Regions from separate parts of the Mus musculus genome. Here region 2 is linked to region 1. The links are chromatin contacts, called in public HiChIP or PLAC-seq maps. All regions are on one chromosome and are shown on one strand. Each heading gives the region's core, a stretch centred on a gene start, on an enhancer-like site or on the middle of the called end of the contact. The rest is flanking DNA. Distances are from core to core; before and after follow the strand shown.

What was found. HiChIP or PLAC-seq counts read pairs in DNA pulled down with a chosen protein or histone mark.
Region 2: a contact with region 1 is called in a FOXA1 HiChIP or PLAC-seq map of pancreatic cancer cells. The contact joins two enhancer-like sites. A contact is called at or near these places in 2 of 39 promoter capture datasets (the C10 cell line and cranial neural crest), 2 of 15 datasets of contacts at CTCF or cohesin (the NIH/3T3 cell line and large pre-B cells), 6 of 484 Hi-C or Micro-C datasets (bone marrow-derived macrophages, cardiomyocytes, cerebral cortex and 3 more), 4 of 115 datasets of contacts at active chromatin or transcription factors (embryonic stem cells, microglia and pancreatic cancer cells) and 1 of 9 other capture datasets (embryonic stem cells).

What each region holds. Positions count from the first base shown.
Region 1 is chr15:67,115,548-67,119,599 of GRCm38.p6, reverse strand. All of the region lies in intron 3 of St3gal1 (ST3 beta-galactoside alpha-2,3-sialyltransferase 1), which reads left to right. Among named protein-coding and RNA genes, the nearest start is that of Gm31400, 52 kb to the left of the region's middle. Within about 2 kb of position 2,694, at least 148 of the 459 cell types and tissues checked have an H3K27ac peak or open chromatin away from gene starts, as enhancers often do. A contact at or near this core is called in the NIH/3T3 cell line, cerebral cortex and pancreatic cancer cells, where this site is marked.
Region 2 is chr15:66,731,064-66,735,124 of GRCm38.p6, reverse strand. Tg (thyroglobulin) reads right to left here. Exons shown (of 48, transcript NM_009375.2): 28 at 510-575. Among named protein-coding and RNA genes, the nearest start is that of Tg, 62 kb to the right of the region's middle. Within about 2 kb of position 2,189, at least 94 of the 459 cell types and tissues checked have an H3K27ac peak or open chromatin away from gene starts, as enhancers often do. A contact at or near this core is called in the NIH/3T3 cell line, cerebral cortex and pancreatic cancer cells, where this site is marked.

The DNA of each region.
Region 1 (4,052 bases), core at 1,445-3,944:
TCCACATTTCCCAATACTCCCAGGCCAGGCAGTGTCCACTGGTCCAGGCACCTCACAGGGCACCCAGCTCTCCAGAATCCTAGTGAGTTATTTCCATTTTCTCTGCTACATGCTGAGATGAACCTCATTCTTATCCTTCATCCCCCATCTTTACAAAGCCTCAGCTGTGTGGAGAGCCATTTGTTCCAAAGAGCCTTTCTTAAGCTGTCACTGGTCAGCCATTTTAGGGTCACTTATAGTCTTTGGAGAGGCCTCTCGGGAGGCACTGGCCCCTCTGAGTGGATTTAACACAGGGACTGTTAGGATACTTCCTGGCTCTGGCCCAGTCTGTGGCTTCGTTATCTACTGGTGATGATGACACAAACAGGTGTGTTAGTTACTCTTCTGTTGCTGAGATAAAACACTGACCAAGGCGACTGATAGAAGAAAAGTTTATTTGGGTTTATGACTCTAGACAGTTAAAGTCCACGATGGTGGAACAGAGGCAGCGGGTGGCAGGGATAGCAACTGGAGCAGAAACAGGGCTTATGTCTTAAGCCACAAACGAAAAGCAGAGAAGGTGAACTAGGATTAGGGTGAAGCCTTAAGCTCTCAAAGCCCATCGCCAGCACGGAGGTATCTGCTAAGCCTATCTAACAGTGCTGCCAACTAGGGGCCAAATCTCCAAATGCGAGAGCCTAGGGAGGAAGTTCTCATTCAAACCACCACGCCTACTATGTTCAGAAGAGTGTTGCAGGTTTCCGAGGGAAAGGCAAGACAGCATGACACTGAAGGACTGACTTAGGAACCAACAGGGCCCTTCCTAGCCTTGGCCCAGAGCTAGCTCCTTTATGCAAGGCCTTTACCTTGCATTCTGTTGAATGGGGCTGAATGTTTCTAGCAGTTCCAGGTGGCTTGAGAAGGTCAGCCTCTCAGGGCCTAACTTCCTCCTCTACAAAACAGGGTTCCAGAAAGTTGCCCAGAGACTCCGGCTGCTTGAGCTTCATGTATCAGTTGCTTTTCTCACTAATATGGCAAAATGTCTGGCAGAAGGAACTTAAGGAAGGAAGGGGCGTATATTGGTTACTCTGACCAAAAGCAACGTCTACAAGAGTACTGATGTACTTCCTCCAGCATACGTCGACCTCCTAACGGCTCTGTAGCTTCTCCAAACAGTGCTGCTATCTAAGATCATGCATTCAAATACATGATCCATTTTTCATTCCAACCATCATTATTAGAGGGCTCTGTTTTGGCTCCCAGCTAGGGTAGAGATCACCTTGGCATGGGTAGCCCAGTGGAGGGATAGGGAGTGACTGAGCACATTGCGTCCACAGTTAGGAAGCAGAGAGCAGTGAATGCTGGCACTTGGGTGACTTTCTCCTTATTCAGTCCAGAATAATGTCACCTATATTCAGGAGAGGTCTTCCCAGCTCAGTTAAACCTTTCTAGAGAACCTTTTTCATAGAAATCCTTTTGAAAAAAAGAAAAAAACATGTGTGTGTATGTGGGGTGTGTGTGTATGTGGTGTGTGTGTGTGTGTGTGTGTGTGCATGTGAAGGTGCCTGTAGAGGTCAGAAGTGGGCATAGATCCCTCAGAACTGAGATTACATACGGGCCTGTGTATGGTGTCCAATGTGGGATCTAGGATTCAAACCCTGATCCTCTATAAGAGCAGTCAGTGCTCTTAACCTCTGAGCCATTTCTCCAGCTACTTCCTTCTGCATTCATAAGATTTATTGTGCTTCTATGGAAATTCTAAACCTAGTCAATGTGACAAGGAAAAGGATCCATCACACCCGGGTATACTACGCACAAAGGCTGTTAGGCGATAGCTCCGTCTGGGATGGGCCAGCCAAGTAGAGGTAAAATGGAGAGGCATGGGAGCTGCCAGGCTTGGTTAGAGTTGTCCTAGGGATCTGTAAGGCAAGCAGTGAGGATCCGGTCTGAGAATATGGATAGAAAACGAGTGCTTCTCAGAGACCAGTCACTTGCAAAGTTGAGGAAAGCGAGGAGGTGTGAGACCTCAGGCATTTAGGGAAGCCATTCTGGCTGGGACCCTGAAACCAGGAAGCTTCAGAAAGTCAGCACAGAACACACCTACCTTCAGCCTTAAGGTAGTCCTTAGGCATGTCCTCCGGGGCAGTGTCAAGCCACCTGCAGCCACCACCACTAAGGTAGGACAGAAGGAAGGCCTCGGCTCACTCTTCTATCAACCCAGACATCGACTAACAGACTCCAGAGCTGTCTGAGCAGTGCATCACTAGAGGGGGAGGGCGTATGAAGGAGGGTAGGTAAACCCCCTCACTGTGGTAGACAGTGACCCAATTGGGGGTCCCGGTCAGCAATAAACAGGACTCCCTAAAAGTCCTCGGCTGGCATATAGCAGTGATACCTTTGTGTAGGACTCAACCATTTTAAAAGCAGACAGCTCCCTAGCTCTTGGCTGCCCCTTGCTTTGACTTTAACCACAAAGTTCTAGAATTCACCTGGAAGATTTCAACATCTCCAGTCTCCCAGGCTTCCCAGACAGCTGTACTGAGCAACATCTTCAGGGAGGAAGCTAGTCACCAAGTGTCAACAGCAGATGCTCTGAGAAGTCCTCAGCTGCTGGTGATAAGTGGCCCAGGAGCCTGAGCAAGCGGCATTCCCCTCCACCGGCGAGCCCCAGCCAAGAGCTTTCCAGCTCTGACTCACTGGGCCGTGGGTTCTCCAAATGAGGGATTAAAGCAGAAGTGAGGCACACCCTTGTATGAGAACACAGTAACCCCAGATCCTGCTCAGGGGATGCAACTTTCAGAGCCAGCATCTGCTTCCTGGAATTTCTTGCTTAGCACAGAGTAGATGTGCCAGAGACAGGAAAGGAAGGGCAGGGCGATGTCTGGGCTTTTCATTTCCAAGTCTGAGAAAGCACCGTATTTGAGGGGAGGAGCAAGTTCAAATTCACGGTTCAGTTCCTGGGTGCGTAGATTCAGTCAAAGGCTTCCCCACTAAGCCTCAATCCCATCACCTGTGCATTGGTGATGAAGATAACTCATTTCCATGCATGTTAGATGCCAGGAGGCTCTGCTTGTACTTTCTATAGACCCTTAAAGAAGAGTGACCGTTCTGCCTTATGGAGCAAACCCAGCAGAGAGGTAGAATGACCTACACAGGGCCTATCACCTGGGAAAGGTAGGCTCAACATTCCCTAGGCCTAACTGACGACAAAGACTTGCTCTAGTCAAAGCCCAGTGCACGGGACTCATCAGAGGTCTAACAGGTGGCAGCTAGGACCCTGAACTGCAAAGTACAAAGAACCAGTTGGCCCCATCCAACCCTGGGGCCCAGTGTTATAAGGGTGATGGGCCTCTCCTGGGGGGGGGGGGAGGTGTACTCTCACAGGCTCCAAAGGGCAGTACATTCGTACGCCTAAGCATGGGGGAAGGGAATCGGAGGGACAGGCAGGTGGAAACTGGAAAGTAAAACCACTGTGGAGAAGCCCCTGGGCAGTCAACTAGCTAGCTGCTAGCTCACTGGGTCAGCCTCACTGTTTGGCTATTTGCTGTATCTCTAGTTCTGGGATCCCTAACACACACACACACACACACACACACACACACACACACACACACACACTGTTAGGACCACTTTCCCCGGGGCCTCAGAAAGCACCGAATAGTCAGGTGCCACCACCTAGAGGAACTGAGACAGGGTGTCCCTGGCTTGTATTCTTTAATGCCTGGTATCATTTGGTCCTTTAAATAAACTTGCCCTTGAGACAGTCCAGCCATCTTGGGGTACATTGTCCACAGGAAGCATCCGGGATTCAAGGAATAGAAACAGCCACGGCTGGTGTTATTTACACTCGGTGCTCTGTGCTGGTCCCCTTTATGCCAGTCATTCTTCCCACCTTGGCCTGAAGCAACAGTGTTTTAGGAAGCAAGGATCAGAGAAGTTCAGAGTCTGGCTCACAACGCACAGGAACTGTGTGGTGTGCCTTCTATGACTGTTTTTACTCTGGTGCTGTTGGCCAGGCTCCACTGAACACTTTCCATAAGAAGACTAGGTGGCACCAAATAGCCACTGATCAG
Region 2 (4,061 bases), core at 940-3,439, 380 kb after region 1:
CAGCCACCCAGATGAGCAGGCTCAGTCCTGTACCAAACATTGGGAAGTCTTTCAGGGTAGAACTAAGACCAAGGGGTCTTTCTTCCCAATGATGGCCGACTAGGCCATCTTCTGCTACATATGCAGCTAGAGACACGAGCTCTGGGGGTACTGGTTAGTTTATATTGTTGTTCCACCTATGGGGTTGCAGACCCCTTCAGCTCCTTGGGTGCTTTCTCTAGCTTCTCCATTGGGGGCCCTGTGTTCCATCCAATAGCTGACTGTGAGCATCCACTTCCCTGTTTGCCAGGCACTGGCATAGCCTCACAAGAGACAGCTATATCAGGACTATGTGCCTCCTCTGATGAGCAGTGAGAGCCTTCTGCTTCCATCAAAAGCACGCCCACAGAACATAAGTCTGCATCCCACTCCTCCCTCCATGGGAAGCAGAATACCTTGTAGATGGAAACTGAGGCTAAACTCAGGAAGTCACTCTACTGTCACCCCTGCTTTCCCACCTTGGAGCTCACCTTTCCAGAGGTAGACCTGCTGGAAGCTGGTAAAGCTGTCTTGAGTTCCTTCCAAGAGTGCCAGACCTGCAGAAGATTGCCATTTGGTGAGCCTGTTTGTGCTTGTTCTCACTGGTTACCAACCTTTACAATTGCCCTGTAATCCTCTTAAGATCCTCTTGGCTTGAGAACACTGCTTTCTATACAGGATCTCTCAAAGTCTCGTGAAGTACCACTCCAACACTTGGGTGTAAAACCAGAGCTGGCTAGACTTCAGGGATCTAACTCAAAACAAAACAGACTAATATGGGAAGGGTCACAAGCCTATGTCACTGGAAGATAACCAAAACGGTTAACAACAGCAACAAAGACAACGACAACGACAAAAACAACAAGGTTTTTAGGCGGTCTCATTGTGTGGATTTCCTGATATCAAACACTGCCGAGATTCTGATATCCTTAATGAAGCTGGGACCAAGAGGATGTAAGTAAGATTACATGCCATCAAAGTTGATGTCCTAACTTTGATCACCAGATCCCACATGTTAGAAAGAGAGAATTGACTTAATCAAGTTGTCCTATGACTTCACATGCTCATGGTGCCATGTATGTTCAGGCTACACCCACACACATACACACACATACACACACATGCACACACAAACATACACACACACGAGCATGCACATACACATGTACATGCACACACATACACACACACACACCAAATACATAAATCATTAATTGTAAAAACTAATTGGAGCTAGCAATTAAATGATAGCAATACTTCACAGTGTTACCTTCTGGATCCTTCCCATTTGATACATATCCAGTTGTTGGCAGATTTTCTTATTTGACTTATTGCTGATGTTATTAATGGTTCTTTAAAATTTGTATTGACATATAGTCACTATATGTAATGATGGACTTTATAAGAAAATTTTCATTGACATTTATCATGTACTTTGACCATGATAATGCCTCATATCCTCTCCTTTCCCCCACTACTCTCCCCTCCCACTAAAGCTAGAGGCTTCTCTATTTTCTGGCAAGTTCTCATCCTCTGGTGCCACACTGGCTAAAATTAGATTTCTTCCACCCTCTCCTCTTGGTGGTAAACACTCCTCATTTTTTTCTCTGTTCAGTCTCAGACTCATAATCTAAACAGAAACCCAGCACTCTCAATGAACACTCTCATACAGCACACACCCCTGGTAGTTTGAGGGGAAAAATATCTGCCATGGGCTCAGATTGTATAAAACCATTTCTTGGTGTTCTGTAGGGTTAGTGGTAGGGATATTCATTTGATGTGGGCACCAGAAATCAGCCCTGGATGGGGTAAGTGATCTTAGATAGAACTTAGCTAGTTTCTAGAAACTGAGCATAGGAGCCCTACAATCCCTTGACTCTATGAAGGTGACGAAATGCAGGCTTATTTTGCTTTGGTGATGCCCACATCTATCACCTCAGCTAGCTGGGGAACACCTTGGCCTCGGTGATGGAAAGCTTTGCAACTTTTGCACTCAGCACCTGGACTGATGCCTCCCATCTGCCTGGTAGGTTGTGCTTTGTGGTAGAGGACATATCCCAAGGTTGTGGTTATATCACGTGAGGACCACTACTAAGTCATGGCTGGCCACACCACCCCTCCTTCAACCCTCTGGTCCTCTCTCCAGTAGCCTTTTGACATCTCTCCTTTGCCATCTTTGAAGTGGAATTTGCTATGAGCTGGCATTCAGACCAAGTCCAGAAGTGAGGAATGCAGTGACATCTGAGGAATGGAATTCCAAAGTGTCAGAGATGCCAAGCAATTTGCTGCAATAACCACAGATGACTTGAAAGCATTTTCTGCTTTCAGGAGTTTGACCTGCATTCCCTGGGTTGTTTGCCTCAGCAGGTGGTCCAAAGGATCATGAAAATAACACTGAAAAGCAGACTTTGGTGTGCTTCCTGTTTAAAGGAAGTGGAGTCTACTGAGTTGTAGATTCCTAAACTAGGACCCTACCCACATTAGCTTTCGATATCAGATCTAAGCCTGGATAACCTTGGTCCAGGTCTCTGCTTTATTCAACTGTGACATTAGTAGCTAGCTGATAAACAAAAGAAATGCACCCTACTGAGGATTGCCATGGGACATACAAGTGAATGACCAGATAGTTGGAACTTGGAAAAAAAAATCCCCAGTTTAGAACATACACTCACACACACACACACACACACACACACACACACATCAGATATATATATATATATATATATATATATATATATATATATATACATACTCACATACACCACATATATACATACACAGATACCACACATACAACATCACACACACACATATATATACACATGCACACGCACACACACATATGTGTGTGTGTGTGTATATATATATCACAGACCCCACACACATATCTCCAACACCACACAAACATACACATAGAACATCACACACACACACATCACACACACACACACATACACACACACACACATTCATGCCTACATACATACACAACACACAAACACTATATATATGATACCACACACACACCATATACATACACATAGCACACACACAGAAACATACATGTAGCATATATGCATAGCACACACACACACACACACGACTGAATTGAAAACCCAAAGCTTGGGCTAGAGAGATTGTTCAGTTGGCAAACTCTTGCCTCACAAATGTGAGGACCTGAGTTTGTTCCATTAAGCCCATTCAATAAGCTAGGCAAATGCTTGTAATTCCAGCGATGGTGAAATGTAAGGTAGCGATAAGCAGATCCTTGGGAACTTTATTGTCCGGCTATGCTAGCCTCAGTGAAACCCCTGGCCAATGAGAGACCCTGTCGCAAACAAAAACTGGAAGGCACTAGGGAATGATACCCAAAAACGTTGTCTACTGATAAACACACACACACACACACACACACACACAGACACACACACACACAGACACACACACACACAGACACACACAGACACACACACACAGACACACACACACACACACACACACACACACACACACACACACACACAGAGGAACAGATGAGCCAGATGAGCAGATGAAAGGCCTAAATCCTTCAAAGGCCTTTCGTTGTGACTCCGTTGCAGGGAGGCCAAGCCAGGGCACATTCCTTGAACACACACAGCAAGCACACGCTCAGCATAAGCAGTTCAGTGACTTACTGCTGCCAACTTATCACGTCTTTCCTGAAATGCCTGTTTTCACCCTGCGTGCCTCTCAGAATAATGAAGACCATCTGTGAGGCAGCCATCCCATAAATAAGCTGTTTGATTCTGTTTACCACCAAAAGAAGCTACTTCAGCTCCCTGGAATTCTGCCAGATTCTGCAGTGTATTTCCAGGCTTTGGTTGGGTGTGCCACGCAGATTGCCTATGTGTTTTCTACACTAGATTTTAAACTCTCTGTCACTAGTCCAAAATTTAGTAAGGCATATATAATTCTTCAAAGAATAACATGCATACTATATTGCTCTGGGTATCAGCAGGAGTTTTTTAAAAATAATACAATATCATCCAAAATTCTCTCTG